Linked DNA regions of Mus musculus: all the other regions are linked to region 1. Evidence: chromatin contacts called from public promoter capture Hi-C data. All regions are on one chromosome and are shown on one strand. The core of a region is the stretch at or near the end of the contact, and the rest is flanking DNA. Distances in the headings are between cores, read along the strand shown. Region 1 holds the start of Slc25a42 (solute carrier family 25, member 42). Region 2 holds the start of Unc13a (unc-13 homolog A). Region 3 holds the start of Bst2 (bone marrow stromal cell antigen 2). Region 4 holds the start of Ano8 (anoctamin 8). Region 5 holds the start of Ushbp1 (USH1 protein network component harmonin binding protein 1). Region 6 holds the start of Ocel1 (occludin/ELL domain containing 1).

Region 1 (3,376 bases), core at 330-2,829:
ACCTAATCTTCTAACCCAACTAGTGGCATTCTCCTTTGAATCCCTGCAATTGGGAGGCAGAGGCAGTTAGATCACTGTGTTTTTGAGGCACGTCTAGTCTACATAGTGAGTTCCAGGACAACCCGGGCTCCATAGTGAGACACTGTCTCAAAACAAAAACAAATAAAACAAATGTATTTTCCCCACTTTCAATGTTGATTGATGTCTGGTTTTTAGGAAGAGACATCCCATGTACACAAGCTTGCTTTAATTAATTGCTTGCTTTAATTTTCTTGGCCATGATTTGGGTCGGTGGTCTTTCTCCTTGAATCTGTAGGATTAACATTTACCCATTGAGCCATCTTGCTGGCTCCTTCTGTTTCCACAAAGGGGTCAGGGAGGCAAGATTGAACCTAAGGATTGCTCTGTCCAAGGCTTGAGCAGACTGAGTAACTCAGGTCACTCCGTTCCCCACTGTCTTACTACCCTTTCTGAGGGGGTTCAGAGCTTCAATATACAAATTGAACAGCTAAAGTGCTCTGTAACCTTGGTCAAAGAGCTTGACCTCTCTGTGTTCCCTTTGACATGTGGTTGTATTTATTGTTTGGTTAATTCACCAGTTACCACAAACACAGGGATGTCATAAGATCTCGTAAAGGATAAAGCTTGGACCCAGAGACGTCACTTTCTGAAAGTCAGATCACGTCAGCAGGATTGCACTTTTGCTTCCCATGTTTTGCACATGAACTCAAGTAGCAGAGGAAGGCTGAGTGATCTGAGTTTCTGCCCTTTGTATCATCGGCAGGGGAACAGTAAAGGAGGGACGGGCTGAGAATTAACCAAGAGTGTTTCAACTGTCAAAGTCTAAATTCAGGAAAGAGTAAAGCTTCTGAGCGCCATGGGAACCTGAGGAGTCTGCGCGGAACATACTAGATCATCCAGGGCAGACAAGATAGTTATGGTCTGTACCTAGCGCGCCCACCCCTGGAAGATGCACCGCCTACAGCTTCTGCGATTGGTCCCAGGACCTGTACATCTTTAGTGTCGCAGTCAATCATCGTTGCCCTCCGGGCTACACCCTCCGATCCTCGAGCTTCGCCCTTGCCCAGCGCGCCAGCTTACTCAGAGCGCTGACCTTGCTCTTCAGCGATTGGCTAAGAGGGCTGTTTCCAGGCCCCGCCCCCTCCCTTCAGTTATTGGCCCAAAGCGTTGCTTGTTTTCTGCAGAATCCAATCCTCGCTTCTGTCTCCTTGTGCCCCGAATTCTCAGAAACCAAGAGCCGCCTTTCCTCTTAGCTCCGCCTATACCCCTTGGCAATTGGCCGGAAGCTCTGCCCATTTTCTGCGGGTTCCAATTCTTGAACGCCCCCCACCAGGCCTCTCCGCCTTGTACCCGGTGTAGAACGCTCAGAAGAACCAGGGCCGCCCCTCCATGTAGCCTCGCCCCTTCCTTTAGCGATTGGTTAAAAAGGATGCCCGTCTGTGCCATGCTTACCAATTCTTGCCGTCTCCAGCGCTGATTGGACAGGGCGTGACCAATGGCGGCAGGGCCTGGGCCCCTCCCGGCCTCGAGCTTAGGGCCCGCGCGAGGCGGGGCTGCAGCGGCTGAGGCGGCTGAGGCAGTAGCGGCAGCAGCGGCGACGCGTCCGGGCAGGTGAGCGCGACCCAAGGAGTGCAGGCGCCAAGGGGCGACGCGGGGTGGCGGGGTTCTCGCGGCCCGGGCTGGGAGGAAGCGCGGCATGGGGCCGTTTCGTTGTGACAGCAGTGTCGCGAGCGTGGAGAGGTGACAGATCCCCTCACACACCCTGTGTTTCGCGCGTCCTCGGGGTCCCCACGGCCAGGCCGAACCCTAATTTCACACCGAGCTGCCCTGAGAGTGACAACCCCTGTGAGGCCAAGGTGGCCGCTTACGCACCCAACATGCGTGCCTCGCAGACCTGATCTTCCTCAGCCCGCTGCGTGTCCTTCCTTTGGAACCCGGGTGGACGCTTCGGGTGCAAGCTTCGGGTGCCACCCGGACGCGGCTGCTACACACGTGCACCTGCGTGCCTCTCCCCGTCCCTGTCGCGCAACCATCGCTTCACTCCCAAAGCAAAGTCCACCTAACTTGTGGTTTTAAATTTTTTATTTTCGTCCCCCGTGTAGTGCGAGTGGTGGCTTGGTTTTGGAAACCGTGTTTCACTGTGTAGAGCCAGCTGGTCTGGAACTCACAGAGATCTCCCTGCCCCTGCCTCCCAAGTGCCAGGATTAAAAGTGTGGGGTACCACCTGGTCTGTTATTGCTTTAACAGGGCTTTTAAATTTATTTCTAGCATTTCATTTTATTGTATTTATTTATTGATTAGTTTTGGAGTCAAAGTCTTGCACTGTAACCCAGGTTGTCCTTGAACTTTTATAAAGAGTGCTTGAGGTCAGGTGAGATGGCTCAGCAAACTGAGTTTTTGGGAACTGCCAAAAGTTGTCCTCTGATCTCTACATGGGCTCTGTGGCACACACGTAAATACACACACACACACACACACACACACACACACCACAATATGTATATGTATATGCATATAAAATCACTTCTTGACACAGCATGATGTTATGAGTCATCTGTGCACTGAACAGGTAGAGGTAGGATCAGAAGTTCAAGGTTACCTTGGCTACACACAGTGAATTTGAGTAGCCTGGTCTGTTTAAGACCTTGTTTCACAAAAAGAAAGGAAAGAAAACTAATGAGCAAACAGTGCATAGACGGGAGTGGAGTTGGTAGAGTGCTTGTTTGAAGTTGGGGGTTCCATTCCTAGCACCAGAGAAACCAGGTGTGGGGGTACACACTTATCATCTCAGCAGGGGGATCTGGAGTTCATGTCCAGCCTGGGCTACTCAGAGGCCCTGTCTCAAAGACCAATAACAAACAAAAATCTCAGGGCTGGACAGCTTTTGAGTCATTTCTGGACTTAGAATAATCTCCTCAGCCTGATGCTCAGAGCATCCCAGTTCACCAACCAGAAGTCTGAAGCCCTCAAACGCTGCAGCAGGCTCTGCCTGGCCCCCTTGAGCCTTGTCTGTGAGCCAGCTCCTGTCAAAGGCTGCTTACTGGTGTTTCTGTCTCTTGAGTTAGTGGAGGAAGGGAGCCCCCACCATACTCCACCCCATTCCCAGGCATTTCTCCCAAGTCGTGACTGATGAATCCGGAAATGCTTAGCTGGAAGGGACAGCCCCTAGGTGGCTGCCTGAGCTTGTGTCTCCAGGCTTTGGAGGGTGTGGAGGCAGGCTGGATTGGTGGGCTGCTAAACATCTGGGGCGCTGTTGGTTGCGGTCGGACCAGGCCTTCTCCGTGACCTGCCCGAGTTCCTTGCTGCTGTTCAACAGTAAGGAAATACTTCTCAGAGTTGGGAGAGCTAATGTTTC
Region 2 (3,376 bases), core at 336-2,835, 1.5 Mb before region 1:
TGATTCCTAGCACCCACAAGGTGGCTCAGCACCACTGCAACCCCTGTGTCAGTGACCTGACACCCTCTCCTGGCCTGTGTGGGCACCAAGCACTGAGGTGGGACACAGACATACAAGCAGAACAGTCACAAATGTAAAATAAATGCAAATAAATTTTAATTAGAGCAGCAGAGGGCTGTGAAGATGGCTGGGTAGCTACCATGCTCCTGAGGTGCCTAAGGGAAGTGGAGGTGCCAGGGTGGCCGCCATTCTGTCTCCAAAGCCTACAGGAGGAGCTGCTGATACATACCTCCAGGCCCTTCTCCAGGAGCTGCCAGTCTAAGCTGTGAGCTTAGGGCCAGTAAGACACTGCTACCAACAGCTACAATGATGAATAAGTGACCTGTGCATGAGGAACAGCATCCAGGGTTGTTCACTGGGCTTACATGCACAGGTGTGTGTGCTCAGACACACTCACATACACACACACTATCAGATACAGACACATACACTCAGACACACAGATACACAAACACACACTCAGACATAAACACATACAGACACACTCATACACACACACTTATACAGACACAGACACACAAGCACAAACACACTCACATAGACACATACAGACACACTCACACACACAGACACATGGACACACACAAACATACTCACATGCACACACAGGCACATGCAAACTCTGTCTTACACACACACACACACACACATTCCACACATGGAAAAAAATCAAGAAGCTCTGCACAATATCCCAGTGAGCTCCTCCTGCCAAGCCTGAAGCCATGAATTCTATTCCTGGAACCCACATAGTGGAAAGAGAATCAAGTCTGGAAAGTTGCCTTCTGATCTCCATGGGCGCTGTGATATGTGTGTGCCTCATTTCTACACACATAAACAATGTAATGTATAAAAAAAATTTTAGATTTATTTTGCTTTCTGTGCATGTCTGTGGATGGTTGGGAGCTACCATGTGGGTGCGAGGAACAGAAGGCTGGGGTCTCTGGAAGACCAGCTGGTGCTCTTAACCTCTGGGCAGCTCTCCAGACCCAATAAACGTGTGTTTTTTGTTTGTTTTGGTTTTTAGAGATAGAATCTCACTATGCAGACTAGGATGGCCACAGACTCGCAGAGATCTATTACGTCCATGGCCCGCAAGAAGTAAAGTTATAAAATGGGCAGAGATATGTGCCTGTGGTAGAGTATATGCCTCATACGGGGAAGGTAAGGCACATGTCTCGCAAGTGTCAGTACCCGGATTAAAAAACAAACAAAAAAACCAATAAACAAACAGCTTCCTGCGGCACTGAAGATGGGGAATTGACAGCAAATAGCAGTTCTGTTACCCAGGAGAATGTAAAACAAGAGCACAGGTTAGGTGGCTCAGAGAGGAAATAGAAACGTGGAGACCTAGGTAGGTGGAGCACGGACAGAAATACTCATCGAGGCTGAGCCAGAAAGCAAAGGGCTTTGAAACAGATACGACCTGGCCTGGACTCCCCGCAGTTTACGAGCCCTTTAAGGCGTCTGCCCGGCCCCGCCCCGTCACGCGTCTCCGGCTCCGCCCACGCCGCAGCGTCAGAGCGCGTCAGGCGCTGTCCGCGCCCCCGGTGCTGAAGCGACATGGCCGGCGGCCGGGCCCCGGCATAAGCCCTGAGCCCCGCGCTGCACCCGCCGCGCTCTAGCCGCCTGGAGTCATGTCTCTGCTGTGCGTGGGAGGTAGGTTCTGCGTGGACGCGGGAAAAGTGCGGGGTGTGCGTGGATGAGCCGAGTCGGGCTGCACAGCAGGGGGACCCCCGGTGCGCGCTTCAGGGCGCACTTGGATCAGCCCTAGGTGCTCTTCCTGTCACTCACACGAGTGGATGAGGGACTCGGGGCGCCTGTGTAGACGGTTTATAGGCCCTGGTTGGGGCTGAGGAGACGGCGGACCGTGCGCGCGAGGGTGGGGCGTTTAGGGGTAATGGGCCCGGACTGAGCGTAGGAGCAACCTCTCCGATCCCCAGTATGCCCTAAACAGTGCAGCAGGCTCCGCGGAAGCTCGTGGCTCCCTCTTCGCCTCACCCCTAGGGCTGGAGGAAGGGAAGGAGATGTGGGGGAGCAGCTATTTTGGGGCCAAAACGCCATCTGCACCGAGGCCCACGCCCAGGCCCACGCTCCGCATTTGGAGAGTAGGGAGGGAATAACGGGAGAGGTGTGACCCCTGCACCCCTCGAAGTTCCGGGTGGGGCTAGGCACGGCTGCCAGGTAACTCTACAGCGGGAGACCTTGGGCGACCGACTGGCCATGTAGCGATGCGTGCCGATACCGTTGTGAGCTCTAGGTTTGGAGGGTGGGGGGTGAACCCCCTACTCCCTTTCCCCTTCCCACCTCCAGGAAGCTGTGTAAGGAAGAGGGCGAGTCTCCATCCCCTCAGAACCCAGGCGGCGGGAGACCTGGGCGGCGGTGTGCGGATTTGAGCTCCGCGGCTGTGTAGCCCTAGATGGCCCCGCCCCTCTGCCCCTCCCCCTCCCTGTCCCCCCCTCCCCCTCCGCTCGCTGCTCCATTCACAAACCCGGCCCAGCCCGCCCGCGCCCCGCGGTGCATCGCTCTAGTCTGTTGGACGCGGGTGTTCTTAAAGGAGCAGGAACTCTTTTCTCTGACCCTGTGCCTCGAAGGTTCCGACTGCCCAGGATTACTGGGTATCCGCGGCTTCCAGACCTGGGAAGTAAGCGGAGCTGAACGTGAAGGGGATCCTCACCTCGGGAGCTCCCTGAATCCCGTGTCCTCCCATCCTGCCTCCTGGGGCGGGGGGGGGGGGGCGCGTCACCCCAACTCTGACGCAAACCGGAGGCTCAGCTGTGGGGGTGGAGGGCGTGCAGCCTAAGAAAGGAGGCTTCCAGAAAGCCAGGCCCAGGAGACATTTGTACTGAATTCCCTGGATACCATGGTGGGCAGAACAGGGAATGAAGGGTAGGGCTCTGGGGAGAGGAAACAGGCAGAGAGGTAGGGAGGTGCAGGTGGGGCCTGAGTGGGGCGCTGGGCGTGGTAAAGCTGGGCCTGGAGGTGTCCAGTGGACCTGAACTCACCCTCACAGTCAGGGAACACCTTCATTCCAACCACCCACGACCCTCCCCACGGACGCTTTATGGCTAGGGCTGCCATTGGATATATGGGGGCTCCAGGCTCCTCTGCAATGGAAGCTTCCATGTTGCAGATACAGATCTAGATTGTACACACAGGATGCTAAGGAACGTTTAGTATATACACATAGATAGGCAGGAGCTGAGGCTCAGTATGCATAGTGCTTGCTACAGTGCTCATAGCTCAGTTGGTACAGTGCTCATAACTCGGTTGGTATAGTGCTTGCAGCTCAGTTGGTACAGTGCTCATAGCTCAGTTC
Region 3 (3,376 bases), core at 636-3,135, 1.3 Mb before region 1:
ACCAATATCCTTGAAGTGATAAAAAGCCCACTCTTGGACTCTGGGAAAGAAGCAATTAAGTGTTCCCAGACAGCTGTGACCAGTTTGTAAAATGCACTAGCTTCTGAAAGTGTATTTTTCCTTTTTTCTTTTTACTTTTCCCAGCTCAGGAAAGTCCCTTTCCAGCTGCACCGTTCCACCCCACTGATGTAATCAGGTTTGAAGGATGGCACTTCCTTATCACCTCCCCAGTCAGGTAATCCCAAAGTTTGAGGATCCCAACTTATGCATGTGCATATACATATACATATACATATACATATACATATACATATACATATACATATACATATACATATACATATACATATACATATACATATACATACACATATATTCCAAGCCCCAGGACGAGAGCATCTAATTCTTAACCTTTGAGTAGAGAAGGCTTGCAATCATATAACAATAAAGACTCTCTTTGTTCTTGCATCAAACTCGAAATTCCTGATGTTGTTCTGGGGTTCCTGAGAACTGGGCATAACATTGGCATTTCATCTAGGCTCCGCCCCACAGTTACCTGGCAACAGCCAGGTGTGCCTGACTCACTATAAAAGGGGCTGCTTGCCTCTTCCTCTCTTTTCTCCTCTTCTAGATCTTGCTCCCTTTACCCTCTTCCTCCTCTCTCCCCATTCCCCTCCCACCTCTCTCTCTACCTGTTCCCGGCTAGCCTCTACTCCTCTACTCTCTCTCTCTCTCTGCCTTTCTCTGTCTCTACTAGGCCCTCAACTCCCCTCCCCATGCCCTAAATAAACTCTATTCTATACTCTACATCCCATTGTGTGACTGGTACCCTGGGGGCCTCAGCCTGGGCCTGCAGAAGCACCCTCTTCCCCCACACCATACCACACCCCCATCAAACATATCCCTGGCTTCTTTTTCTTTTTATAAAACACAACACCGAGTCCTCCTATGCAAACTGGTCTTCACAAGGACAGAAAACGTAATCTCTCCATATACTAGTGCTTTGGCCACACAGTTTCAGTCCTGAAGAGAACCCCTTGACTGAATGTGGTCTGCCCTATGTGTCCTCAGTAAAGACTCCATAGTGTTTTGAGGTGGGTACCATTCAGGACATTCAGCGGAGCCAGGGAGGATTCCAGAGTAGTGGAGCACACCTGCCATCCCAGCACTCGGGAGGCAGAGACAGAAGGATAGGAAATCAAGGACAACCCCTATGCTAACTCCAGGTCATGCTTCATGTCACTTTTGCCCAAAGCCAGGCCAAGCCCTCTCTGAGTGCCTGGTGCTCACTGAAACACTCCTTTTTTACCCCGTTCACAGAGGTTTTCCCGCAGGCAGGTTTTCCCCGCCAGGTTGCTCCTGATGCCAGGACAAGAGCTGGGAGGCACACTTTGCTACCTGGCCAGGCTTGGTTTCCTGCCCGCTGCTCTGTAGCCACTATTCTCAATATACAGATTCTCAATAGCTCCCACGATCCTTTCGTGAATGGAGACCCCTGACCTCAAACCTTGGCCTTTGGTCTTCAGTCCACAACTGAACCTTGAAGTCTTAGTTCCCCTTCTAGGAGACCAAACCGACAACCGGCCTGTCTCTGCCTCCCAAGTGCTGGGGTTAAAGGCGTGCGCCACCACCGCCCGGCGGACAGCCACTGTTAAGTCGAGTCCCAAGCCCACAGGCACCAGGTGACTGGCCAGCGAAGGCCAAGAATTTGAGTTGAATTCCAGAAGTTTCTCTTGCTTCTAGGGGCATTCCAGGAAAATGAAACTGAAAGGCTGCAGTTTCTCCACTAGCAGTTTGCAACCCGGCGGCTCTAGAATTGCGTTGGACTCCTGAAGTTGCTATTTGCTAGAAGCAGTGGTGGGGCGGGGTTATGCTAATAAGGGCGTGGCCTGGAAAGGGTTCCTGAGCCCTCTAGGATCGACGGATCACATGGCGCCCTCTTTCTATCACTATCTGCCCGTGCCCATGGATGAGATGGGGGGGAAGCAAGGATGGGGCAGCCACCGGCAGTGGCTGGGGGCCGCGATCTTGGTGGTCCTGTTCGGGGTTACCTTAGTCATCCTGACAATCTACTTCGCCGTCACAGCGAACAGCGTGGCCTGTAGAGACGGGTTGCGAGCGCAGGCTGAGTGCCGGAACACCACGCACCTGTTGCAGCGCCAGCTCACCCGCACCCAGGACAGTCTGCTGCAGGCCGAGACACAGGCAAACTCCTGCAACCTGACCGTGGTAAGCCTGGAATCCGTCCCCTCCAGTGGCTTTGAAACAGCCAAGCAAGTCCCCCACCCCCACCTCGAAGGCCAGCTACTAAAGACTGAAATCCTGGGAGACCTTAGAACTCCCTACAGCTCTGCAATCAGGGGCCTCAGTATCCTCCCTTCCTTTGGTGACTCTCCAAACTTTGTGTAGAGTGCTTGAGTTGGAGAGCTCGAACCTGACTTAGGGACCAGCATTTGGCTTCACTGGGATATCACTCAGCCCTGATTGAATTTTTTGAAACAGGGTCTCCTAAATTGCTCCGGCTGTCCTAAAAGTCACTCTGTAGACCAGGCTGGCCTCAAATGCTGCCTTTCAAGTGCTAGTATTAAAAACATGAGCCACCACACCTAGCAAATTATTGAAACTTTTAATATGTCTCTGAGAGACCTTGTCTGGGAAGCCCGGTTCTGCTGTGTGTTTGTGTAGGAGAATATCTGGAACTTTCTACTAGGGGTTAACTACGAAGAGTTTTCAAACTCCTATGTGGGCACTTAAAATTGCCGTTTTGGAGATTACACCTTGGTAGGACTGGGTGGATACGGAGAGTGTTGGAGGGGAACCTGAAAGGGGCTTTGCTTGAGAAGGTCTCAGATGCCTTTGCCTGGAAGTTTCCTAGGGGCCAGGACAACAGCCAACCCATGTTTGTGCCGCTTTTCTGATCAGGTGACCCTTCAGGAGTCCCTGGAGAAGAAGGTGTCTCAAGCCCTGGAGCAGCAGGCCCGCATCAAGGAGCTTGAGAGTGAGAGGGGGGCAGGGGGAGGGGGAGGTCCAGTGGAGCTGGGAGGGAATAGCTTAGGCCTCCAGGTTGGGACTTGGGGAGAGGTGCTGACCCACATGAAGGGGTGGCAGGGTCATGAGCCCACTGCTTGGAAGTTTGGTTTCTTCCCAGAGACAGACAGAGTGCCAGGGATGAAGGAATAAAGCTTGGGGAGTGGAAGTAGGGGTTTATGTCAGCAGAGAGCAGAGGGTGGGTAGGAAGAACGTTGTCAGGAGGGTGGAGGCCACAGATCTGCTGGGTTTCCCAAGTGTTCTCTAAACTGGTGCTTCTACAGCCCTGCAGAAGGCCTTAGGCTGGCCTTCCTTTGATTCCTTTCTCCTTATTACCCCACCCCCACCC
Region 4 (3,376 bases), core at 337-2,836, 1.3 Mb before region 1:
TTGTGTGTTTGTTTTTGTTTTGTTTTTTTCGAGACAGGGTTTCTCTGTGTAGCCCTGGCTGTCCTGGAACTCACTCTGTAGACCAGGCTGGCCTGGAACTCAGAAATCCGCCTGCCTCTGCCTCCCAAGTGCTGGGATTAAAAGCGTGCGCCACCAGTGCCCGGCCCCCGTGGTTCCATCTTAACACGTTTAGAGCAAGTGCTCATTACCTACTAAGTGCTCACAGGACTTCAGGGTGGGCCACTCTGAAGTGGGAAAACATGGGAGATCAGGGCTGTGGGTTTTGGTGCTTGCTTCTAAGTCTGACGACCTGAGTTCAATCCCCTGGACCCACATGGTGGAAAGAATCAGTTTCCACAGGTGTCCGTCCTCTCACCTCCATACACTCGCCAAAGCGCTCCTGCCCACAACAAACAAACATTCTTTAAAAATCTGGTATCAGGCTTAGCTTTGTGGTTGAGCATTTCCCAGCAAGCTGGACTTTTGACAGCCTCCCTTCCCACCTAGGATCACCCAGAACATAAAAGTTTCAGACAAACAACATTTCTTTGTGTAGTTGTCAGAACATACCAGTATATCTGAAATTCATTTAATCAGTGGCTTTATTTTTTGAGGCCTATTTGTTATTTAACGATGTGTAAGCTTTGGTGTCGGGCATATTTAGCATCCCCTGGCTCTGGAGTTACTGGCAAGTGTAGGTGCAGGAACCGAACCCTGGTCCTCGAGAAGAGCTACAAGTGTTATTAACCGCGGGGACATCTCAACAGCTTGGCCCACCCTTTTTTGACACAGTGTCTTGGAAGCCCGGGGTGATCATGAACTTGCTATGTGGCCTCTGAGGATGCCTTTGAAATCCCGATCTTTCTGCCTCTTGAGTGCAGGGCTGGTAGCTCCGTGCTGGGCCAGCGATCTACTGATTGAGTCACACCAGTCGTGCCCTTTAGCGGGACTCTTTTATTCCATTTATCTGTGTGTGCGAGGTGACGCTTGTCCGCATTGGTGTACAACTTGTGGCAACACCTTTATATGCAGTGAGTGCCTCAAGATTGTGTTTATTTGATAAATTTGGCACCTGAATCCTTATCCTTTTATGGAAGCTGTATTGTAGTAATAAGGGTTGTGTGGGAGCAGAGGGCAGTAATATGTTTTCAGAACCTGAACTGTATGTGCAAAGGCCCTGGGGGCAGGCAGGACCTGCTATAATTACTTACATTCCAGTTGGGGTACTTGAGGTATTGTTCTCAGGTATGTCACTCAGCCAGGTCCTCCCTCTCGCACCCGGCTCAGAATCCACCCCTTTGACCTCAATACTTTGTAGATGGGTAAACAGACTGAAGGGCTGAGGGTGGAAGAAAGTTCTTCTCAGTGTCGGCCTGAACAAGCACGGTAGATCCAAGTGGGCGGGCAAGAAGGAAGCGTACAAAAAAAGAAAGAAAGGAAGGAAGGAAGGAAGGAAGGAAGGGAGGAAGGAAGGAAGAAAGAAAGAGAGAAAGAAAGAAGAAAAGGAAAAACACTCGGGCGGGGACCGGAAGCAGAGATGAGGCGGGGGTGGGAGTGGGGGTGGGACTGAGTGACTGAGAGTGACCGCGCTGAGACTAGGAAGAAGAATTGAGGTTTGGCTTGGGCGGGGACGACAAGCAAGTGGAGCGCAGGGACGGCGGGCTGCGCGGGCGGGCGAGAGAGGCCTTTGTCTCCTCCTCCGGCGCGCTCGGTGGTGCCACTCCGGTCCTCATGAGCCCGTGGCCCCCCAGCGCCCGGGCGTCCCGCGGCCCCTAACCTGCCCTGTCCTCGCCATGGCCGAGGCGGCTTCGGGCGCCGGGGACGTGACCCTGGAGGGGGAGCGGGGCAAGAGGCCCCCTCCCGAGGGCGAGCCTGCGGCGCCTGCGTCTGGAGTACTGGGTATGTTTGCTGCGGGTGGCACCGAGACAGGTGTACAGGGTGCAGGCAGGGGCTGCAGGAGACGCCGTTCAGGGTCACACACCCTAGCGTGTGGCCCAGAGGCTGCTCCTCGTAGTGCTGCAGCTGCGGCGCAGGGCGCGGGGTTGGTCAATGGGTCTGCACCGGGGGTCCCCAGTGCAGGAACGTGGACACGCCCCTCTGATGGCCCCAGCCTGGCCCGTGTGAGCCTCGCCACCTGGAGACTCCCAGCACAGGGAAACAGGGCGATTAGGGTCCTGGGTTCAAATCCCATATTGGCTGGGTGACCTTGAGCTCGTGGATAGTCTCTGGGCCTCAGTTTGGTGACCTGTGAAATGGGAGGAAGGACTGCACTCTGCGCCTGCTTTAAGGACCGTTCTTTCATACCAAGAAGCACTCAAGGCAGCTTGTGGGCACCCCACCAATTGTGGTTTGGGAGGCAGGGTTGGGCCTCAACCATGAGTAAGATTCTTAAGGCAGGACCTAGGGGGAAGGGCCTGGCTGATGCAGGAGAGAAGAGAGCAAGCCCAGGCTATGGGTGCCTAGCCCTTGAGAGCTCTAATGAGGGCCGAGTCAGTCCCTGAAGGGGCCTGATCTCAGCCCAGCCTGCCACGCTGCCCCATAGATAAACTATTTGGGAAGAGGCTCCTGCAGGCTGGCCGCTACCTGGTGTCCCACAAGGCATGGATGAAGACAGTGCCCACTGAGGACTGCGACGTGCTCATGACCTTCCCAGGTATCCACACCTGTCTGCCATGGGCCCGGATGCTGCCTTTACCGCCTCGGTGGAAATGTGGAGGCCCTTGTGGGCACCTCTCGAGGCAAGACCCATTGGCCCCTATGCCCCTTGGCAGACACCACTGATGACCACACGCTGCTGTGGCTGCTGAATCACATCCGGGTGGGCATTCCCGAGCTGATCGTGCAAGTTCGCCACCACCGCCACACGCGTGCCTATGCCTTCTTTGTCACCGCCACATACGAGAGGCGAGTCCCCTGCCTCTACCTCCCTCTGGCCCTGTCACCCGGCTCCTTGCCCCTCTGAAGACCAACTGTGCTAACTATTCGTTTGTCCTAAGATGTGGCTCTCGCACAGTCCTTAGCTTGGGAATGGTAAGCCAGGAGTCCCATGGTGAGCCCACTATGCCCTGTCCTGCCCGCAGCCTGCTCCGTGGGGCCGATGAGCTGGGTCTGCGCAAGGCCGTGAAGGCCGAATTTGGAGGGGGCACCCGCAGCTTCTCCTGCGAAGAGGACTTCATCTACGAGAATGTGGAGAGCGAGCTACGCTTCTTCACATCGCAGGTGACCGCCCTGCGCCCATGTCTCTGCGCCTACAGCCCTCGTACCTAGCTCACACTCATCTCCCCACAGGAGCGGCAGAGCATCATTCGCTTCTGGTTGCAGAACCTTCGAGCCAAGCAGGGGGAGGCTCTGCACAACGTGCGCTTCTTGGAGGACC
Region 5 (3,376 bases), core at 345-2,844, 1.2 Mb before region 1:
TAGGGACGGATACCCAGGGCCTCATGCAAGCTAGGCAAACTCTTTACCAACTGAGCCACAAGCACTGTTCCAACTGAACTGCTGTTCATCCTTAGCTTTCCGCTGTTTACACAGGACGAACACCCCAGTTGCCTGGTCACTGGGTATTCGACCCATTAAGGCCTCCAGTGGCTCCCACACCTGGGAGACTTGGTTTGTGGAGCCGAAAAGATACAGTTGAAGTTTCCCAAAACTACTTTTCCCCTGAGGCGGCGCCGGTCCGGTCCCTAGGGAAACACAGGAAGCCCAAGTGACCCTGCGATGGATGCGCGGTTTTAGGGGTGGCATCTCGGGACCTCGAATCCCCCACCCCTAAGTCCTCAAGAAGAACGAACCTGGAGCTACAGCAATCCGGGTCGAAGTTAGACCACGGCGACACAAAGCTCACGCGCGTTCACAGTGCCGCAGGTTCCACTCTGTAGCCTGGGCACCGCGGCCAGTCAATCAGGACTCTAGGAAGCCGCCATCTTCCTGGCCGGAAGTTTGTGCGGCGCTGCCGAGACACCTTCTGGGAAATGTAGTTCAGTGGCCCTCGGGACATGGAAGCTGATAGGCTGAGGCGTTCTGGGGGTGTGGCTTGGAGTGGCTGGAATGGGGCTGAAGATGGGTAATACTGGGAGTGGGTGTGATCTGTGGTGGATAGAAGCAAAATTGGGCGTAATTTGTAGTTCCGGTTTAATCACGCTATGGTTCTCAAGGCTTCTGCTGAAATAGGACAGAAGCCTGAGCTGGGCGGGGCCGTTTGATGATTGACGGGGTAGGACTTGGCTTGGACTTGCCAAAGGCCTTCTCAGTTACTTATGTAACTTAGGTTGGCATTCATTCACTAGTACCTTGATGAGGACTGGTGGTGCACACCTGTCATCCCAACACTCCAGAGACCCGGAGACGAAGATCGGGCGTTTAGACCAGGCTGGGCTAAATGAGACGCTGTATAAAAACTAAAATGTAAAGAAAAAGTAAAGAAGGCAGCAGACACACTGTGGACAAGCTTATTGTTGCCAGTGCCTCCAACCGCCTGATGCAGCAGTTCAGACTCATTGAAGAGAAACGTTGTGGGCTACTGAGCAGGTGCAGGCTCTTGCCACCAATCCTGAGGGGCCTGAGTTCGATCTCGGAGACAAGTAGGACCACCACAGACAAAGATGAGTAAAGCAAAGTAATGAAAAATAAAAGCTGTGCAAATGCTGAAGCCAACTCCTACAGTTTTGGTTTTTTTTTGGTTTTAGAAACACACACACACACACACACACACACACACACACACACACACACACACAAAGACCTTCACATTAGAGCGAGTCCTGGTGAACAGGGGACACAAAAAATCCAAAATGAAAATGGAAGGTTTGGCCTCGGGTAAGGGGATACTGATATCTTTAGAGCGGGACAAAGGTCCTGGTCCTCCATCCTCCTCCCGTTCTGGAGGAAGCCGGCATCCTGGAGAAGGAAACGAAACAATAACTGTCCATGTGATCAGGGTAGGGGGGCTTCCTGTTTCCCAGCCCCTCCCGGGCCACTTTTGGCTATCGCAGCCTCAGTAGCCAGTGGCCAGAATGGCTTGAGATATGCCCTGGATCTCAGGCCTTTCCCAAGGTGCTCTGGAGAAGCAGAGAAGAGCGCAGCAGGGTCAACCCCCAGGGTGAGGGAGTTTGATGCTAAGAGCCGTAGGAAGAAAGAGGATTTTAGGGTCCCTACCCAATGCTTCTATGGGGGGTGGGGCACAGATAAGAGAAACGCCTTCAGACAGCTGAGGGGAGAAGAATGCCCAGTAGAGATGGGGGATGGGGGAGTAAGGAACAAGTAGATAGTTAGTGGGCACTATTGGAGAGGTATATGAATATTTAAATGTGTCAATCGGAGTAGACACCCCAAAAATCCTACAGGAAACAAAAAAACAAAAAACAAGGATTCTAAGGTGACGAAGGCAAGAACTGAAAGCAGACTGTAGTGACAGAGGCAATGAGTGCCCGGGCCACACGGCCCCGAAGCCGTCGAGGGAGGCATCCTCTGCCTGTAAGTGTGCCCCTCTTCCTGCCACACTCAGTCCCATGGATCCTGGGAACCCAGGCCTGCTAGGCTCAGAGCCCGTGGTGGTGTAGGGGAGTCCTCCACAGGTGGAGCTGGATATGATGGCCAAGAGACTGTGTGTGTGTGTTGGGGGGAAACGGGGTTCATTCACAGGGGGAGCTAGACCCTGTAGCTGAGAGCTCAGAGGAAGTAGATGCCAACAATGGACGCTTCGAGACTAAACCTGAGCTGCATCAGGAATACCTTGGTCCTGGCCTTCAGAGCCCAAGGAACTGGTAGGATGCATTTAGTATGTACCCTATATTCTAGCCCAACACCCCAACACCCCCCCTGCACAAAGCTGCCTCCTGCCACTCACCTGCCCATTGCCTCTGCTGCCTGCCTCTCTCCTCTTCCTGTTTATCCTCCAGCCATGCCGCTCATTCCCTACTCTACCTTCCTAGCGACCCTAGGGTTAGCCCTCCAGGTCTCTTCTGAGCCTCAGGTGGCTGGGGTTCCCCCACTATCTTCACAGGATCAAGGAGGGTTGTGATGTGGGATCCCATGCGGTTCTATCCTTGAGCCCAGAAGAACAGTGCGAGCCTGAGGTGGAAGCCCACCAGGTCCTGCAAGAAGCCCCCCTGGATAGTGGCCCTGCTGAGATATCAGTACCCAGTGTGTATGAGACCTTGCAGTGCAGGCTGAGCTCCCTTGAGGCAGTTGTAGCTGCCTTGCGCCACCACTCGCTAAGCTTTCCAAAGTCAGTGGAAGCAGAAGACAGAGACCAGGGGGCTCCGGGGCCCTTTGGTGATGAGAAAGAAGACGCAGGACCTGGACAGCAGGAGGCTGCTCGCCTCATAGAGAGGAACGCCTGGCTGCGGCTAGCCCTGTGCAACCGGGAGGATGAGCTGGCATGCACTCAGGCTTCACTGCAGGACGCCCAGGCAGAGAAGGAGACTCTGCAGAGACAGGTAAGCTGGTGACTGGGGAAGAGGCAGATCCAGCCTTGGGAGCAGACACACTGATGTGGAACAGTGACAGATGTGCCAAGGAAGTGACCAACAGAGACAGCACAGTGAGAGGGAGAGCAAGGAAGACAGGCAGGCTGCACCCCATGATCTTAACACTCAGGAAGTCCAAGAGGGACAGTCTCCACTCAGGTGAGCCCTGGCTAAGACCAACTTTGTTCTCAGCTGTAGACTGAGTCCAAGGCTAGCCTGGATTACAGACCCTACCTATGTCAGTTGCACTACACACACACACAAACACACACACTAATCCTGTCTTGGGGGGTGTTTTTTATTTTTCGTTTTTTCGGATACAGAAT
Region 6 (3,376 bases), core at 444-2,943, 1.2 Mb before region 1:
CTTCAGGTAGTTACAGCGAGCCTGCTTATCCAGGAAGCCAGGATCCTAGGGGGACAAGAGTTGAGGAAGTCCTCCTGGCACTGTAACCAGAGGCCCTCAAGCTGTTCAGCTTTGATTACATGGTCCCAGTCTCAAGACAGCACCACACACACACAGCCCAATCTGTGACCCCAGGAGTCTCCACTCACCCCTCGCTTCTTCTCAAACTCTCTCCTGACATGAGCTGCCATGCGAGCCTCCTTCTGAAAGGGCAAGGTGGGAAGGGGCTCAGAAGGGCCACCATGACCCTGACAGCATGCCACCCAGTAGAAGCTGCACAGCCGCAGGAAGCTGGGGCACAGGAGTTCCTGGGCTGACCTGGCTTCGTGGCGGGGGCAGCGACAGCAGCAGGGCCTCCAGTTGCTGGAGCTTAGCCTGTGTGGCCCCCACCTCCCGCTGGAGCTCCGAGAACTCGCCATACTGGTCCTGGAACACTGCGGCATAGCGGCTCCGGTCCCTTCTGTTGGTCACTGGTGGGTACTTACTACCAGGTTGGAAGGGGTCAGTCAGTGTATAAGTAGAGGGAAATCTGTCTTTCCACCCATCATGGCAATTGGCTTTTCTTCTTCTTTTCTTTTGGTTTTTTTGAGACAGGGTTTCTCTGTGTAGCCCTGGCTGTCCTGGAACTTACTCTATAGACTAGGCTGGCCTCGAACTCAGAAATCCGCCTGCCTCTGCCTCCCAAGTGCTGGGATTACAGGCGTGTGTCACCACTGCTAGGCCCGGCAATTGGCTTTCCTTTGCCAGTGCTGACCACCAAATCAAAATGCCTTCTACCACCAATTCCGTTTCCTAATTTCATAAACTCTTATTCGCCCATCAAAACCCCAGCCTCAATGCCCCTTTCTGTTTCCCAGGCATTAAGAAGCTCTGAGGGAACGTGGGTATGATGAATTCAGGAGACTAAGGTAGGGGCTATCTTGGACTAGACGACCAGACCTGGTCTTACAACGAGTGGGCACTCACAGCTCGTAGTCAGGTACTGGGTTGAGGCGGGGTCCCAGATCTCTGGGATGCTTCTCAGGGTGCAGTGGCTCCCGGGGGCGCAGCTCATCCGCAAACACGATCTTCCGGGGCCTCACGCAGAGCTCTCCCGGCCCGGGCTGGCTCTGCGGCCGTCTGGAGCGCGGACGCTCCGGGGCAGGCATGCGTGGGGCTGCAGCTCTCTGGCGCCCCCTGGCGGCAGGGCGCGAATTGCAAGTGGCTTCCGGGCCTGAGAGCCTGGCCAGAGGACCCCGCCGGCCGCGCCTGGAGGCGGGACCTGCATGTATTTGCATACGCGAGCGCGGTTGGCTGGCCGCGCAACCCAGAGTGCGGATCCCGGAAAGGGGCACTGACGAGGCGCCGCGACGTCACCGCGGCGTCATGCTCGAGAGTGGCTGGCGGTGCAGCGCGGGCCCCGCCCCATTCTTGAAACCGGAAGAGCGCAAAGCAGCGGAGGGCGACTGGGGTCCGAGTCGAGACGACCCCTTCGCCTCTTGCCTCGCGGGGTTACGGCCCACAAAGCTTCCAGCCCCCGCCCGCCTGTGGTTATCCGAGGATCCCACTCGGTGTCACCTGTCCCAGAGCCCCGTCTGGCCCTGCCGCCGGGAACGCAGCTGTGCAGGAACTGCGGGTGGAGCCGTTGGCACGGGCGCTCGGCCGCTAGGGCGGGGCTCTCAGGGTGGGCGGAGCCTGCGGCGCGTGTTCCTCTCTGGGTTGGAATCAGCCCTTCACTATGCTGTTTGGCCTATTCATTTACCCCAGTCTATTGGGAAAATAAGGTAGTTTTTTTTTTTTCTTTTCTTTCTGCTTTTTTTTTTTTGTTTACCAATTTATTTTTTTCTTTAGCAATTGTATTATTTTTGTGTGTGTGTGACCTTGTACATACTCAGAGACCAATACAGGTCGTTGAGTGTCGTACAGCCCTACTTTTTTTTTTTTGACAGTTTCTCCGAAACCTGATGGTCCCTGTTTAGGTATTCTGGCTGGCCAGCGGGCTCCAGGTAGATCTGCTTGTATCTCCCTCCTAGCACTGGGTTGATAGGTTCCTGCTCCCCACCTCTGCCATTTTACAAGAGTACTAGGGGTTGGAACCTAGATCTGCATACTTGAGTCACACTCTTACACTGAGTCATCTCCCTAGACCCTAAGAAGTGACGTTTATTATGCTAACTATGTGTGTGTGCATGTCAGACTCCCTGAAGTTACCATTACAGTTAATATATTTATTTTTAAAGATTTATTTCATGTATATGAGAATATTGTAGCTGTACAGATGGTTGTGAGCCATCATGTGGTTGCTGGGATTTAACTGATGACCTCCGGAAGAACAGTCGGTGCTCTTATCCACTGAGCCATCTTTCCAGCCTATCTATCTATATTTATATACACACACACACACATATATATGTATATATATTTTTTTTTGGTTTTTCGAGACAGGGTTTCTCTGTGTAGCCCTGGCTGTCCTCACTTTGTAGACCAGGCTGACCTTAAACTCAGAAATCTGCCTTCCTCTGCCTCTCAAGTGCTGGGATTAAAGGCATGCACCACTACTCCCGGCCCAAATATATTTATTAGTTTTTAATTTTGTTTTTGTTGTTGTTTTTTGTTTGTTTGTTTGAGACAGGGTTTCTCTGTATAGCCCTGGCTGTCCTGGAACTCACGCTGTAGACCAGGCTGGCCTTGAACTCAGAAATCTACCTGCCTCTGCCTCCCAAGTGCTGGGATTAAAGGCGTGCGCCACCAGTGCCTGGCTAAATATAGTTTTTGATTGGCTTTTTTGTCCCTAACTCTTACTGCTTATTTTGCTCATGCTCTGGGGTGGAACTCAGGCTGTCAGGCTTTGTGGCAAGTGTCTTTACCAACTGAGCCGCCTGACAAGCCTTTCTTGTGCTATTTTTGGAAGATGGAGTCAAGGTCCCACTATGTGGCCCTGTCTGGCCTATAATTTTCTGTGTATACCAGGCTGGCCCTAAACTCAGTCTGCCTCCCTAGGGAGGGGATCTGCGTGGCCACTGCTCTCCCAGGCAGGTTTTAACTTTTCTTCCTGTTTTTGAGACTTGGTTTTGTTGTGTATTGTAGGCTGCCCTACGCCTTTGGAGCAGAGTGGCCAGGTGAAGGGCTGTAGGCTGACTTCAGGATAGAGGTGTCCTGGCTGGCACCACCCTGCAGCCCAGGCACCCCCTGCAACACACACACACACACACACACACTGCTAGCACTGAAGACATGTGGGTTGGTGTGCAGGCTTTCTTGTTTTATTTCAGCCTGGGCATGATTCGGATAAACAGGATCATGCTGATGAACACGAAGCACACGACAATGAGCATGGCCCACAGCAGCCAGTTCACTG

Evidence for each region. Promoter capture Hi-C pulls out the DNA fragments that hold promoters and counts their contacts. Capture Hi-C pulls out chosen DNA fragments and counts their contacts.
Region 2: a contact with region 1 is called in a promoter capture Hi-C map of adipose tissue, with 4 times the contacts expected there. The contact joins the promoter of Unc13a here to the promoter of Slc25a42 in region 1. A contact is called at or near these places in 1 of 39 promoter capture datasets (pre-B cells) and 1 of 9 other capture datasets (adipose tissue).
Region 3: a contact with region 1 is called in a promoter capture Hi-C map of liver, with 2.3 times the contacts expected there. The contact joins the promoter of Bst2 here to the promoter of Slc25a42 in region 1. A contact is called at or near these places in 5 of 39 promoter capture datasets (the C10 cell line, hippocampal neurons, liver and 1 more) and 1 of 9 other capture datasets (liver).
Region 4: a promoter capture Hi-C map of liver shows a contact between it and region 1, with 2.6 times the contacts expected there. The contact joins the promoter of Ano8 here to the promoter of Slc25a42 in region 1. A contact is called at or near these places in 1 of 39 promoter capture datasets (cranial neural crest), 1 of 115 datasets of contacts at active chromatin or transcription factors (microglia) and 2 of 9 other capture datasets (adipose tissue and liver).
Region 5: a contact with region 1 is called in a promoter capture Hi-C map of pre-B cells, with 3 times the contacts expected there. The contact joins the promoter of Ushbp1 here to the promoter of Slc25a42 in region 1. A contact is called at or near these places in 8 of 39 promoter capture datasets (the C10 cell line, cranial neural crest, hematopoietic stem and progenitor cells and 4 more), 2 of 484 Hi-C or Micro-C datasets (muscle stem cells and pre-B cells) and 2 of 9 other capture datasets (adipose tissue and liver).
Region 6: a promoter capture Hi-C map of pre-B cells shows a contact between it and region 1, with 5 times the contacts expected there. The contact joins the promoter of Ocel1 here to the promoter of Slc25a42 in region 1. A contact is called at or near these places in 2 of 39 promoter capture datasets (hippocampal neurons and pre-B cells), 2 of 484 Hi-C or Micro-C datasets (CD4 T cells and muscle stem cells), 2 of 115 datasets of contacts at active chromatin or transcription factors (fetal liver and pancreatic cancer cells) and 1 of 9 other capture datasets (liver).

Annotation. Positions count from the first base shown.
Region 1 is chr8:70,210,484-70,213,859 of GRCm38.p6, reverse strand. It overlaps Slc25a42 (solute carrier family 25, member 42), which reads left to right and starts at 1,579. Exons shown (of 8, transcript NM_001007570.2): 1 at 1,579-1,632.
Region 2 is chr8:71,669,966-71,673,341 of GRCm38.p6, reverse strand. It overlaps Unc13a (unc-13 homolog A), which reads left to right and starts at 1,585. Exons shown (of 44, transcript NM_001029873.2): 1 at 1,585-1,716. The coding sequence starts at 1,695.
Region 3 is chr8:71,535,981-71,539,356 of GRCm38.p6, reverse strand. It overlaps Bst2 (bone marrow stromal cell antigen 2), which reads left to right and starts at 1,885. Exons shown (of 5, transcript NM_198095.3): 1 at 1,885-2,229; 2 at 2,923-2,998. The coding sequence starts at 1,930.
Region 4 is chr8:71,484,277-71,487,652 of GRCm38.p6, reverse strand. Ano8 (anoctamin 8) reads left to right here and starts at 1,586. Exons shown (of 17, transcript NM_001164679.1): 1 at 1,586-1,899; 2 at 2,543-2,653; 3 at 2,772-2,904; 4 at 3,081-3,219; 5 at 3,289-3,376. The coding sequence starts at 1,794. It also overlaps a transcript of Gtpbp3 not described here.
Region 5 is chr8:71,394,019-71,397,394 of GRCm38.p6, reverse strand. It overlaps Ushbp1 (USH1 protein network component harmonin binding protein 1), which reads left to right and starts at 1,594. Exons shown (of 13, transcript NM_181418.3): 1 at 1,594-1,681; 2 at 1,926-2,055; 3 at 2,224-2,345; 4 at 2,585-3,020. The coding sequence starts at 2,002. Babam1 (BRISC and BRCA1 A complex member 1) reads right to left here and starts at 540. Exons shown (of 9, transcript NM_026636.2): 1 at 375-540.
Region 6 is chr8:71,369,615-71,372,990 of GRCm38.p6, reverse strand. It overlaps Ocel1 (occludin/ELL domain containing 1), which reads right to left and starts at 1,693. Exons shown (of 4, transcript NM_029865.2): 1 at 1,006-1,693; 2 at 358-523; 3 at 189-242; 4 at 1-45. The coding sequence starts at 1,316. It overlaps Use1 (unconventional SNARE in the ER 1 homolog (S. cerevisiae)), which reads right to left. Exons shown (of 8, transcript NM_025917.4): 8 at 3,259-3,376. The coding sequence ends at 3,282.